3 separate regions of the Gossypium hirsutum genome follow, and regions 1 and 2 are each linked to region 3. Evidence: chromatin contacts called from public Hi-C data. All regions are on one chromosome and are shown on one strand. The core of a region is the stretch at or near the end of the contact, and the rest is flanking DNA. Distances in the headings are between cores, read along the strand shown.

Region 1 (4,314 bases), core at 1,502-4,001, 280 kb after region 3:
AGGTAACAGAGTGTCAAAAGCAAAGCCCTTGGATGAAGTGAATTGAAACGTCTTGAAGAAGTAAAGAAAGATGAAAAGACAAGACTTTAATTTTCTTGTAAGGCTGATTGGGTAGGCAGAACAGCAAAATTAATTGCTATAGATTTTGCTTTCTTTTTTTTGGTTTTCTAGACGATTAGGTTTCCTTTTAATTTTGTCTTAGTTTTTTGTTATGTTGGGCCAAGTCTGATTATTAGGCTCTTTATATTTATTTTTAGGACTATATGTGTAGTATTGCAGATTATTTTAATAAAGCCCAATCTGAAATTTTATCAAAAAAATAATAATTGGTTAAAAAATTACTTGATAAGAAAATTTATTATAATTATAAATGAGAATTTAAATTTTCTTAAATGACCTTTTTAAAGGAATTTATATAATAATAAATAAAACTTCAAATTTATATTGAATTTATTTTGCTTCCATTAACCAAACAGTGAAAAGTGAAAAAATTATATTACTTTTTAAATAGTAAATTTTAATTATTTATACAATAATATTTTATATATAAAATTTTATAAATAATACGTTTTTTAATATAATATAATATATTAATTATATATTATCTGTAAAATGTTTTGGGCAATATATTAACGGCTAAGAAAAAATAAAAAATAAAAATTTAAGAATTTAATTTACAATATATCAATTTTTATAATTTAAAAATTACATGAAGTAAAACTACACTATCTATTGAATATGTTAAAAATATTTTAATTATGGTTTCAATTTATTATTATACTATTTAGATTTTAAATAAATTAATATATTTTAATTAAAAATAAAAATTATAAAAATTAAACACATAAAATTACATACAATACATATGACATTAGAAACTAATATATATACTGAAAAATAAATGCTCTTTATTATTTATTATACTTCAAAATTGCCATTAAATTTTTTATTACTAATGAAATTTATCAAAAGTATAACTAAAAATTTTAATTTTATCAAAACGCTTTTTTAATGAATTGAATTTGATAATAGAAAAAAGATGTTTAAAAAAAATTCATTACATACTATATTTATTTTAAGCGCTTTAGAGGATTTTTATTTCTAATAATGTCTAACACATTTAAATTTATCAATAATTTGTTAAGAAATTAATTTAATAAATTTTTTTACATAAAAGTTAAACTTTTTAAAAACCATGTTAATTAAATAATAAGTTTTAAGAGATTATTACTTTTAACATATTTTGAAAAGTTAGCTTCAATATCTAACTAAAACCACCCCACCTTTCATAATTATTGTGAACAATCAAATATATTTTAATATGAAAAAAGGTACATTATAAAAGTTCCAGTGGCATTAAAAAATTGTTAACTACAATACAAAAATAAACTCAAATCTTGATCTCAGTCAAATCCAAATAACTGCCTGCAATTTTAATTTATTTACGACGGGATCTCATCTTTTTAACCAACTCTAAATTTTGGTTTTCTTTATCCTAATAATAATAATAATAATAGCTTAAATAGAATGCCATTCACATCATTTATGAAAATGATATGTTTGCTTCAATGTTTTGTCGGTGCTACTTAACAAATTGGTGACATCAGATTAAAACGTGAGACCTAAAATATTCAGAACTTGATATATAAGCTAAAAGTGTGCCAACACCAAACTTTATATAAAGTAAATTGCTTCAAAAACTCTTCTTGTTTATTATTTCTTTTTATTTCCCTTTAACACAAAATAGAGAGGCCTCTTATTAATTAGTCTATAAAGTTTTCTTCCTACCAAAAAGTATTTTTGTAAAGAAGTCAATTCCGACTAGAAATAAATTTTATATATTTTTTAAAAAATAAATTTTTTGTTCAAATAAATTTTTTAAAATGATTTTTTGAAAAATTATCCCGATAGAAATAAAAGAATTTGAACAAAAAAATTATTTCGAAAAATAAATAAAATTTATTTTCAATTGAAGTCGATTTTTTTTAGAAAAATACATTTTGATAGAAATTTTTTTTGGAGTATTTGGTAAGAGGCCTTTCTATTTTTAGTATTAAAGGAAAATAAAAATAATAATAAATAAAGAGATTTATGAAGCAATTTACCTTATTTAAAGTTTGATACCGCCGCACTATTAACGGATTTAAAACTTTTTTTCAGCAGCCAATCAAAGTGAAAAATTTACATATCAAGTCCTTGTATATTTTAAGTCAACACATTTTAATTTTGTGTCACTGATTTATCAGGTAACACCAATAAAATACTATAGTAAACGTATCATTTTGATAAATAATTTTATGGGTATATCATTTGAATTATTAATTTTTTTTATATTATTGATGTAAGAAAGCCGTAATTTTGTTTTTTTGTTACTTCCCACTCTGGCCTCACGTGAAAACAAGCAAGGACGGACTCAGTTGATAGTTGAGATGCACAATACACCTCAACTAAAGCGCGTAAGAAACATCTATTCTTCACCGTCGGCCAAGCCTTCGGCATATACCATTAAAATACCGGTGTTTTACCCACGTGGACATCAGCGCGTGGATATGGGTCCTACTAGACGATCCAGTCATTCAATCAATATACCCCTTCGAGTACCTTCCCAATGGCAACACAATAAAAATAAAATTTCCTTCACAAGGTTAAGCCACGTGTAAAGTGTATTACACCCCTCTTCACACGTACGAACGGGCAAAAAAACCACAAAACAACAAAGGCATGGCCTACCTTCTCTTCAATCAAAAAACCAAAGGGGATTCAATGACGAAATTTTAACTTAAGGCATCAAACCATTGTGATGATGCCGCGTGTATCCTCTCATTATATGTTTCCTCTATAAAACCTCCTAGTCCCAAGCTTTGAAGCACAAAATTCTGGGGCAAAAAAGAAATAAAAACAGTTTCATTTCCATTCTAAGTTTGTGTTTTTGATTTGCCTTTTGTGGGTTTTTTTTTATAAAAAAGTTCAGCAAAAATGTTTATTGAGAATTTTAAGGTGGAGAGCCCCAATGTGAAGTACACAGAGAATGAAATTCAGTCTGTTTACAACTATGAAACTACAGAGCTTGTTCATGAGAACAAAAATGGAACCTATCAATGGGTTGTTAAACCCAAAACTGTCAAATATGAATTCAAGACTGATATCCATGTCCCTAAATTGGGGTTAGAATCCAAATCTGCCCATCATTTGTTTTTTTGCCATTTCGATTTTGATTATTTTGATTTTATTTATTTATATGTTTTAGGGTGATGCTTGTGGGATGGGGAGGAAACAATGGTTCAACCCTCACCGGTGGTGTTATAGCTAACAAAGAGTGAGTTTTGTACTTTCTAGATAAAAGATCTGATTAATTTTGATTTGTTTTCCTTTCTTTTTTTTTTCTTTTTTTTTTGGTTGATTTTTGAGTTATGGGTAATGATGGGTTTTCTCAGGGGTATCTCTTGGGCTACTAAGGACAAGGTACAACAGGCTAATTACTTTGGTTCATTGACTCAAGCATCAACGATCCGAATTGGGTCTTACAATGGAGAAGAGATTTATGCTCCATTTAAGAGTCTTCTTCCTATGGTATGCGAATTATAAACCCAGATTTAGTTTTTAATTTACTAGTTTGCTACTTAATGCTTAATGCTTGATAATGAATGAATACAGGTGAACCCAAATGATATTGTGTTTGGAGGATGGGACATTAGTGACATGAACCTAGCTGATGCAATGGCTAGGGCCAAGGTTTTCGACATTGATCTGCAAAAGCAACTGAGACCCTACATGGAATCCATGGTCCCACTCCCTGGAATCTACGATCCTGATTTCATTGCTGCTAACCAAGGTGAACGTGCCAACAATGTTATCAAGGGGACCAAGAAAGAACAAGTTCAGCAGGTCATCAAAGACATCAAGTATATAATCAACTCCAACCCTCAAAACTGTATTTGTTAAGCTTGTAGAACAGGAAAAGTAGCTGAATTTTTTAACATTTGATTGTGTAAATCAGGGAGTTCAAAGAGAAAAACAAGGTGGACAAGGTTGTTGTACTCTGGACTGCAAACACTGAGAGGTACAGCAATGTCATCGTGGGGCTAAATGACACCGTGGAAAGCCTTATGGCTTCTTTGGAGAAGAATGAATCAGAGATTTCTCCTTCCACTTTGTATGCTATTGCTTGTGTTCTTGAAAATGTTCCTTTCATCAATGGCAGCCCACAAAACACCTTTGTTCCAGGTTCTTAATTTAGCTCAGCTGTCTTTCTAATTTTATAAATTGTAATGACGAGTAAATATAATAACCTCTACAAGTGACTCTTATTGTATT
Region 2 (4,092 bases), core at 1,482-3,981, 300 kb after region 3:
TACTTACGAAAAAAGAATTAATCATTATTACCATTGATAAATATCTTAATTTTGATTTTTTTTATTGAAGTCAGTATGAATTTTAGAGATACAACTAATTTCTAGTCATCACGTCACCATAGCTCTCTTCTTCCTTGCGTTTACGTTTAATTCTGGTCATTTTCATATAAAATTATATGTTTATGTTTTCCTTTCTTTTCTATTTTTCTCTTCTTCCTTATTTTACATTGAAATTAAATAAAAGTTTATTAACTAAAAATTCCCTTTTTACCAACTAAATATAAGAGTTCAAAACTAAAAGTTCATCTTTCAAATTTGTTATCAGTAGACTGAATAGTTTTTCAACTCATAGTTGAAAGGTAACCTTCGCGAATAAAAATGAAATTGAAAGAATGGAACTATATAATTCAAAAAAAAAAAGTAATAATTACTTGTTGTAAGTGGTACATGACAAGCTCTATTAATACAACAAAGGCTTCAACCTCAACATCATAGAACATTATGACACATTGACAATTGACTCTGTCACAACTCAAGGATGATATATCTAGAGTGATTGCAAGCACTTAATAGGATAAGGAATCAACTTTGAACGGTTCAAAGCGACGGGTAAAAATCGAGCATCAATTAAATTGGAGAGGACAACGACAAAACCATCCTTAAAATCACTTGTAAAAGCAAGATTACATGCATAAAATAAGACTAAAAACGTGCTACAAAAGTAAACAAAAATCTCTAAAAGTGAAAACTTATTAAATAATAAAAATAAACAAAAGAACATATAAAACTTAAGACGTGTCTAAATCGACTCGTGAAATCATTTATTATTCTGAAATACCTTCAAAATAGAAACAAATTAAGAAGCTGATAAAAAGCCACCCACTTTCTAAGAGAAACTGTTGATGGCTGGTGGAGTTTCAGCGACGATAGGCAATGTCATTTGTCTATCACAACTTGTGAAGACAGCAGAGACATCCACAAAATAGATCTGCAAACTAAAAGAGAGAAAACACATGGAGTGACTGAGAATAAGAAAAAAAAAACGAGGAAATTGATGGGAGGGAGAGAAAAAAGGTGGGCAGTAGCCGGCCCAAAAGCTAACATCGCGGTTAAGCAAAACAAAATAGAAAAAATAATCAGACTTAGAGAAAAAAAGGAGAATTTTAAAAAATAATAATATTTAGCATTTAAAAACATTCACATAAATTTAATTAAAAAAATGGAATCTTTAATAAATAAGAAGTTAAGAGTTAGTTATGATATACATAATTAAATTTTAATATTTAAAAATAAAGTAATTATATAATTTTCTTTTATATTTCTTGCTTATGAAAAAATAAAAAATAAATTAATATAAATTTTAACGTTTTTCCTCTATAAGTGTCAAACCTTCCTTTTAAATAAATTTATTTAACTAAATATTTAAATAAAATAAAATTTTTATTTATAAATGTTATAAATCTTATGAATAGCAAAGAAAATTTTAAAATGGTAAAATCAATAATACAATGAACAACAAACGATTAATTTGTTTAAAAGTTTCTCTAACCTAACGTTTATATATATATATATATATATATCATTTTTGTTCATTCTTTTCAATCGAATTAGATCTATATAACTGCAACATTTATTAAGATATGATTTAAGCTCAATTTAAGTCAAATTAGATTAAATCGTACTATTAAATTAAGGAAACTCAAATTATCGTGACAACTAAAACCAAACCTAAATTTAATTTCAATGAAATTTGAGATTAATTAAACTCCAAATTACGTTAGATTTGATATTAAAAGCCTAGGAATTTTGTAGTGATTTCCCAACTTGTCAACATTGTAGCATTTGGACCATGATTTAAGGCTAAGTTATATATTATAGACTGTAGTGGGTGTACCTCAAAATTCTAAAGAAAAAGTGCGAAATTAAAGATCCCCTAATACTAAGAAACAAAGTTCATTGAGTTGAATGAATTATATTTAAGATATTTAACTAATTATAATCCATTGTTAATCAAATTGTATCTTTTAGAAACCAATGTTATATATTTAAATTTGTAAAGATTATATTTTTATATTTAAAATATAATTTATATACTCAAATTAAGTTTTACAAATAATTATTTTTTTTAAAATTTTTAAATTTCATATTTCATATATCAAAATACTAATAGTAGGTTACAATAAATTTGTTGATACACAGGATCAACAGAGACAAAGGAGGAGGAGAGGGGGTGGTGTCGAGGGAGGCCGGTTCACCCACTCTAGAGTTGAAAGCCAAAAAAGTAAATAAACTTAGGATGAATGCTTAACGTATCAGGGTCTAGAAAAAAAAAGAGTCTTTATTTTTTTTGGCTTTCAACCCTAGAGTGGTTGAACTGATCTTCTTCGATACTGCCCCTCTCCTTCTCATTTACCTCCATTGATACTATGTATCAACAAAATTATCTTTTATTGAAATGTCACAAATTTAAATGTCATTTAAATATATATTTTATTTTATTTCTTAAAAACATTTTTAACACCAACATCAAACATTTAAAACTTAAATTAAAGCTTTAAAAGTGTTATTATGAAATTGGAATTCCTAAGTTTGGTAGAGAGATGAAAAAGGAGTAGGTGTGTTCCAAAGGTGAGAAAAGAAAGATGGGACATTAGCAACAAAATGTCAAGGCTTGTAAAAGCAATGCCAGCAACCCGACACGTAGCAATAATGGACTTTTATATAATTAAATAACTAACCTTCCCAAAACTCCAAAAGAATCTCTTTCGTATTTAAAAACTTCCAGCTGAGGGTGCCAAAGATTCCCTCGATTCTTCCCTAAAGGTTAAAATATGCATAATCAACCATGTTTTACATTTCAATCCTCTCACCCTTAATTTATCTCCCCCACCTCGCTTTTCCTTCCGTTCCCACTCTCTTTGCTATTCACTAGAGCAAAAACAAGAGAGAAAGCCAATACGCATACATATATATAGCAGGATGATGCTCGGAAAACGCTCACGTCAGTCGATCAAGAGGACGACAAGCATGACGGGCATCACCGTCGATGTCGTCGACCACCACCAAGACCCAATCATATCCCATCCTCCCCCTCAAATCCACCCTTTGCATGAATCCCCCGACGCTAACTCCCGTTACGATCAACGCTTCTTGGCCATGGTGTCGCCCAGAAACCCAGCTTCTTTTACTAGCCATGTCATCGACAGCGGCACCACTGCCGCTGCTCCTTTTTTGCGAGCTTGTTGGCTTTGTAATCGCCGCTTAGCTCCTGGTCGTGACATATATATGTATAGGTATTCTTCTCCTTTCATCCAGTTTCATTTATTTTCTTTTAAATTTTATTGAAAATTCAGATCATATATATTAAGATTGAATCTAAAGTTGTATGAACAAGAAAAGAAAGAGAAAAAAATTATATTTCTCTTTCTTTCCATCCAAACAACATTTAAACCTCCCTTAGAACTCCGTCTTTGCTTCTTACCTTTTTTTAAAAAATTTATATTAATATATGGTATCTAGAAGTTATATGTAGAATTATAATTATTAACAGAGAATTAAAGCCAATATTTGGGTTGAATTATTTGTCAAATAATGAAAAAGAATAACATTATTGCAGGGGGGATACAGCGTTTTGTAGTCAAGAGTGTAGAGAAAAACAGATGAAGCAAGATGAAAGAAAAGAAAAGCTAAACGGCTAGAGTTGTTTGAACCAAATTCTAACAGATTATTTGTAAGTTAAGTTAAACAAAATATATCTTATAGAAACAAGATTTAGTTTTTATGAGTATAACATATTTAGTATTTATTAACATAATATATTTGACTTTGATTAAAATTAAGTTTTTTTCTACCTATATCAAAATTCTCTTGTAATTATTCGAATTTGACATAATGAATTTTCTTCTCCTTTGCCCATGATTTTTTCTTGAAACGGTTTATACATAAAAATCTGTATGTTATTTATTTATTATTTTTTTCGATATATTATCATTACTAACGTTCTATTTTCACATAAACATTAATACTTCAAAGAAAGAAGACCGCCATGCCCATTCCTCTTCAACCACCACCTCCTCCAAGACTTCTAAAGCG
Region 3 (4,594 bases), core at 1,481-3,980:
CCGTAAAGCTCTTTTAGAACATGTAAAGCACGCACCATCCATGGAAAAAAAAAACTAAAGTAGTGTATAAACTATCAAATAGATAAAAACTTAAAAACAAGATTATCACCTTCCAGAACTGCAACTTAAGCAGATCATGTTTCAAAAAACCACCTTAAGTTATCTGTCTTAAGAATGTCCATTAAGTACAAGCACTACTATCCAATCACCTTAGCTTCAAAATGCTATCAGTAAGGTAAAAGTAAGCACACATGCAAAGAAAGGCAGTAACAATTGCAGGCCATTGTCACTTACCATGAAGCTTTCTTTTCTCAGCAGGAACAAAAGATCGGCTCTTATTCTCAACCAAGGTGTCCTTTTTATTAACAGATAAATCATCTCTTACATCACCAAGAGGAATTTTCTCCTTGATAATAGGTGCTCCATTATTCTCACTCTTATCTCCCATTTCATCAGTACTACATTTTGAATCAATTTGTTTACTCTCAAGCATATCCTCCTCCATAGAGTCATCACCAGAACTTCTATCCAAATTTAATTTTTCCGAGTAGGTCATCTCAGCACTGTCATTTTTATTACCCAAGTCTACATTTGTGACATTCTTGCCATCTCTCTCATCAACAGGTGCCTTGTTCTCAGGTGGATCTTCAACATCCATTGGATGTGATTCACCACTAATTGGGACAACATTACTGGATGATGGTTCCACCATCTCTGGCTTTACAACATCTAAGTCTAATTTGACATTATCAGCAAGTATATTATCCTTTAATTCAATCTTTTCATTATTTGAGACAGAATCAGTAGATATAGAATCAGATTTTACTTGCAACCCTAAATCAGGGCTGACCTCAGATACCTGGATGTTCGGAGCAGAAGAATCATGCACATCATCCTCGTGTGGAACCTTCAAACCCCCGTTCTCCAGCTGCACCTTCGAATCTTCAATGTCAAGCTGAGGCTTTGAATCATCACTCTCCAGCTGAGGATTTGAACCCTGCAGTTTGCCCTTTGGATCATCATTCTCCACCTCAGGCTTTGGATCATCAGTCTCGAACTGGAGCTTAGGATCCTTACCCTCCACTTTGATATCAGTATTCACATTCTCATTTTGCCCTGAGCTCTCTTTCTCAGTAGATGGTACCTCAGATACCACATTCTTGGTAACCGTTATCTCAGTCTGAATAGTGGTGGTTTCAGAAACAAGCTCCTTTTCCACCAAGCTGTCGCTTCCTTGAACTCCTTCATGACCCAAAGCAGCTGCACTCTCATTAATGTCAACATGAACCTTCACCCCACTCTCCTTCTCGATCTCACGGCCACTATGATCCACATCATCTTTAACTGTCTCAACAATAACTGGAATTGCCTTTTCAATCCCTCGCTCATCTGTAGGCTGGGGATCAGAATTAAAACCATTATCTTCCTCAGTTTCACCATTTTCCCTTTCCAATCTAACGGCCTCATCCAAACGTCTTACCAACTCCTCTTTCAAGCCCCGAGTTGTCAGTTTCCGCCTCTTAAGTTCTTCTTTCAACTCTGTAACCTTCCATTGATCAATTGGTCTATTGTCAAGTATTTGATATTTTGATGACATCTTTTCCAACCCAAACTCACCTTCAAACCTACTAGAAAAGGTCACATTTCTCAGTCATTCACCAAAAAAGCCAAACAAAAAAGATTCTAGTAAAACATGTGCAGTAGAAATAAAGCGCCAACAAGACCAAAGAAAGCATGTTATACTGCAAAATAAAGTTAAATCGTGCTTATAAGGTAGAAGAAATAAAGGAGCCGAAGGAATGATATATAGCTGTTTAAACAATTTGAATAAATGCAGCAAAGCCAATAAAATAATTCCAGGAAATTAACCCAGAAGAATAGCAAATCTTCATGTAAAATATAGAAAAGGAAAGCAATGAAGTATTTAGTTAACACAAAACCTGACACCACAAAACGAGGGTTTAAAAAAAACACCTTATTTGCCTGGACAAAGAATATATACAAGAAAGCTCCCCTTTCTCCCAAAAAGCACAAATACGAACAAAATAAGGCATAAAAACAGTAAATACATTTCCAGCCCAAAATTTTCTTTATCCTAGCTTCCGTAATGAAAAATAAATTCATAACCAGCAAGAAACGAAATGCCGATTTAACAAGAAACTAATGAACTGAAACAATCGCACCCAAAACTAATCGTATTTATAAAAAAAAATTGCAATAACACCCATTAAAAATGCATGCAGAGAGGAAAGAAATAGAGATTACTCACAGGCCTATATATTTGGGAAGCCACTACAACCACACTTCCCTTACAGGAGAATTGAAAATTTATCCCAAAACTACCCTAATTTCAACAGACAAAACTCACCATTAGCGCAAACCCTAGTTTTCAACAAAGAGAAAGTTATCGAAAATAAGGAAAAATTAGAAGAAAAAACAAAATAAAAAAAAAGTAAATGGAAAATAGAAAATGAATTTTATGAGAGTGGTGGATGAGCAATTGATTTTTATTTTTTGGCTGTTGTGAATATAATATAACCTGGTTGTTCTTTTCTTTTTAGGATTTTGAGAGAGAAAATGGGGAGAAAATTGAAACAATGGTGAAATTAGGGTTTTAAAAAAACCATTTGCCTCTGTCGTATTATCGAATCCAAAAAGGCAGAGACCAATTGTTCTAGAAAAACCCATTTTGGTTTTATTCAAATGCCTAAATTGCCCTTCTTGATCGTTTTTTCATCATAATTGAGGTGGCATAAAGGATTTCAAAATTATAAAATGGATCTACTTTTTTGGTAAATACTTTAAATTTTATGTATAATTAAAAAAAAAGTAATAACTCAATTTCTTTTAAAACAACATTATCAATATTTAAAATATATGTAAAATATTTAAAATGACATTAAAAGGCTAAATTTGATTAATATGCCCAGGTTTTTTTTTCAATTTGACCTTTAGATCAATTTAAAATTAATTAAGAAAATATATCGTTTTTAGGAAAGAGAAAGTGAAAACTTGTCCAACTGGGTGTATTTTCTGCACAGATAGTAGGCCCGTTGCATGAGAGATGCATGCAAGAATCGGACCTCTTACCGGTACCCATAAATTTCAGGGATCGGAGGCTCCCCGTCTATTTATAACATAAAAAAAATATTTAGACTTATAAAAAAAATATTAACATAATTAAAAAAATAAAATTTTAAATTTCGTCTTACCATTACTAATTGGGCAGTAAAAATATGATTGTCGTCGAAACAAATTAGAGAGGCGTCTATTTTCAAGAAATTGACCCGAATGAATAAAATTTAATATAATTAAAAAATAATATTTTAAATGAAAATATAAATAAATATTGAATAAGAAGCTTGAGAGAATTGAGAGAAGAATGTGAATGAAAACAATAAAAATTGGGAGGTATTTATAAGTTAAAAAAAATTATTGTTGGGAGATTTTAAATTTTTTTTTGACAATTTCTTTTTACCGTTTGACGTAGCAATGATCAAAAAGCCATTGTATTTTACCGTCCAGCTAAACACACTTTCACTTTCTCCCTCCTAAAAATAGCCTATTTCCCTAATTAATTTTAAAACTGACCTAAAGTCTAAATTTAAAAAAGCCCAGCATATTAATCAAATTTAGCCCATTTAATATGACTTATTTGTGCAAAAACTTTAAAGTGGGACAAAATTTACCATTATAATTATAAATATAATTACATCCATATTAAATATTTTTATAATTTGTGAAATTTTAATAATTTATTTTTTCATAAATGTATTTATCAATTATAAACACTAACATTGTGAACTGTTAATACTTTAAAAATCTTCATCTAATAGTTTTAGGTTTTTGCCTTAAAATAAAATCTAATCTCATACGAAGCTCAATCCAAGGTATGAGATGAAGAGAAGAACCTCAATCATCAGGTTCAAAGTACGTTGCACATACATAAATAAATGATAAAAACCCTGGATGAAACTACACATACTTATAACGAGTAAGCCTACATTCCCTTTTAACAAATCTATGTAAAATTAACATCCAGAGTAAAAGTTAAATTCTACAAAATCAGGTTCATAAGAGTTGAGGCTATTGTTCTGTAGGAAAACCAAATTAGAACAAAGGATAATCGATCCATTACTACAGAGAGATCTCAGTTTTGAAGGATTTTAGTGCTAAATGGAACTTGAACTCAAGCCCACAAGCAGCCGGCAGAAAAACCAATACCCATCACTGGACAAGTTCCCTGTGCACGGCTGCAACAATTCCTTCCTATAAAGCAAAACCTGCAGACCTGCAAACATGCAATTATGTGACAGTTCTCTTACCATTAACTAACGTACAGACCAACCGATATGAAAACCAGAAGAGCAGCCAGGGATAAAACTATAGCCTCAGCTCTACTGCTAGATGTTTCTGCCATGTGCTGCTTGCTTTGCTGCAACTTGTTCATCTGACAAAGGCAAATAGTAGATACGAGGAATTGCTTTGGTTTTCCAAAATAGATCATCCAGAGTGACAATAGGAGGATCTACTTTCTCTGCCGGTGGCAGAGGAAGAGGGAGCCGTTCTCTAACTGGTGGAGGGTTAGACAAAG

What was found. Hi-C and Micro-C count contacts between places; a contact is called where the count stands out from the background.
Region 1: a Hi-C map of leaf shows a contact between it and region 3, with 2.0 times the contacts expected there. The contact joins the promoter of LOC107950394 here to the promoter of LOC107950386 in region 3. A contact is called at or near these places in 7 of 34 Hi-C or Micro-C datasets (callus, hypocotyl, leaf and 1 more).
Region 2: a contact with region 3 is called in a Hi-C map of leaf, with 2.0 times the contacts expected there. The contact joins the promoter of LOC107950395 here to the promoter of LOC107950386 in region 3. A contact is called at or near these places in 10 of 34 Hi-C or Micro-C datasets (callus, hypocotyl, leaf and 1 more).

What each region holds. Positions count from the first base shown.
Region 1 is chrD03:6,003,819-6,008,132 of Gossypium_hirsutum_v2.1, reverse strand. LOC107950394 (inositol-3-phosphate synthase) reads left to right here and starts at 2,751. Exons shown (of 10, transcript XM_041089677.1): 1 at 2,751-3,164; 2 at 3,248-3,316; 3 at 3,435-3,570; 4 at 3,655-3,902; 5 at 3,998-4,224. The coding sequence starts at 2,977.
Region 2 is chrD03:5,984,270-5,988,361 of Gossypium_hirsutum_v2.1, reverse strand. It overlaps LOC107950395 (FCS-Like Zinc finger 6), which reads left to right and starts at 2,731. Exons shown (of 3, transcript XM_016885241.2): 1 at 2,731-3,293; 2 at 3,617-3,730; 3 at 4,033-4,092. The coding sequence starts at 2,980. The coding sequence ends at 3,698. It overlaps LOC107950396 (a long non-coding RNA gene), which reads right to left. Exons shown (of 5, transcript XR_005911112.1): 5 at 4,033-4,092.
Region 3 is chrD03:6,287,690-6,292,283 of Gossypium_hirsutum_v2.1, reverse strand. LOC107950386 (apoptotic chromatin condensation inducer in the nucleus) reads right to left here and starts at 2,730. Exons shown (of 5, transcript XM_016885234.2): 1 at 2,270-2,730; 2 at 295-1,628. The coding sequence starts at 1,597. LOC107950385 (apoptotic chromatin condensation inducer in the nucleus) reads right to left here. Exons shown (of 5, transcript XM_016885233.2): 5 at 3,983-4,594. The coding sequence ends at 4,404.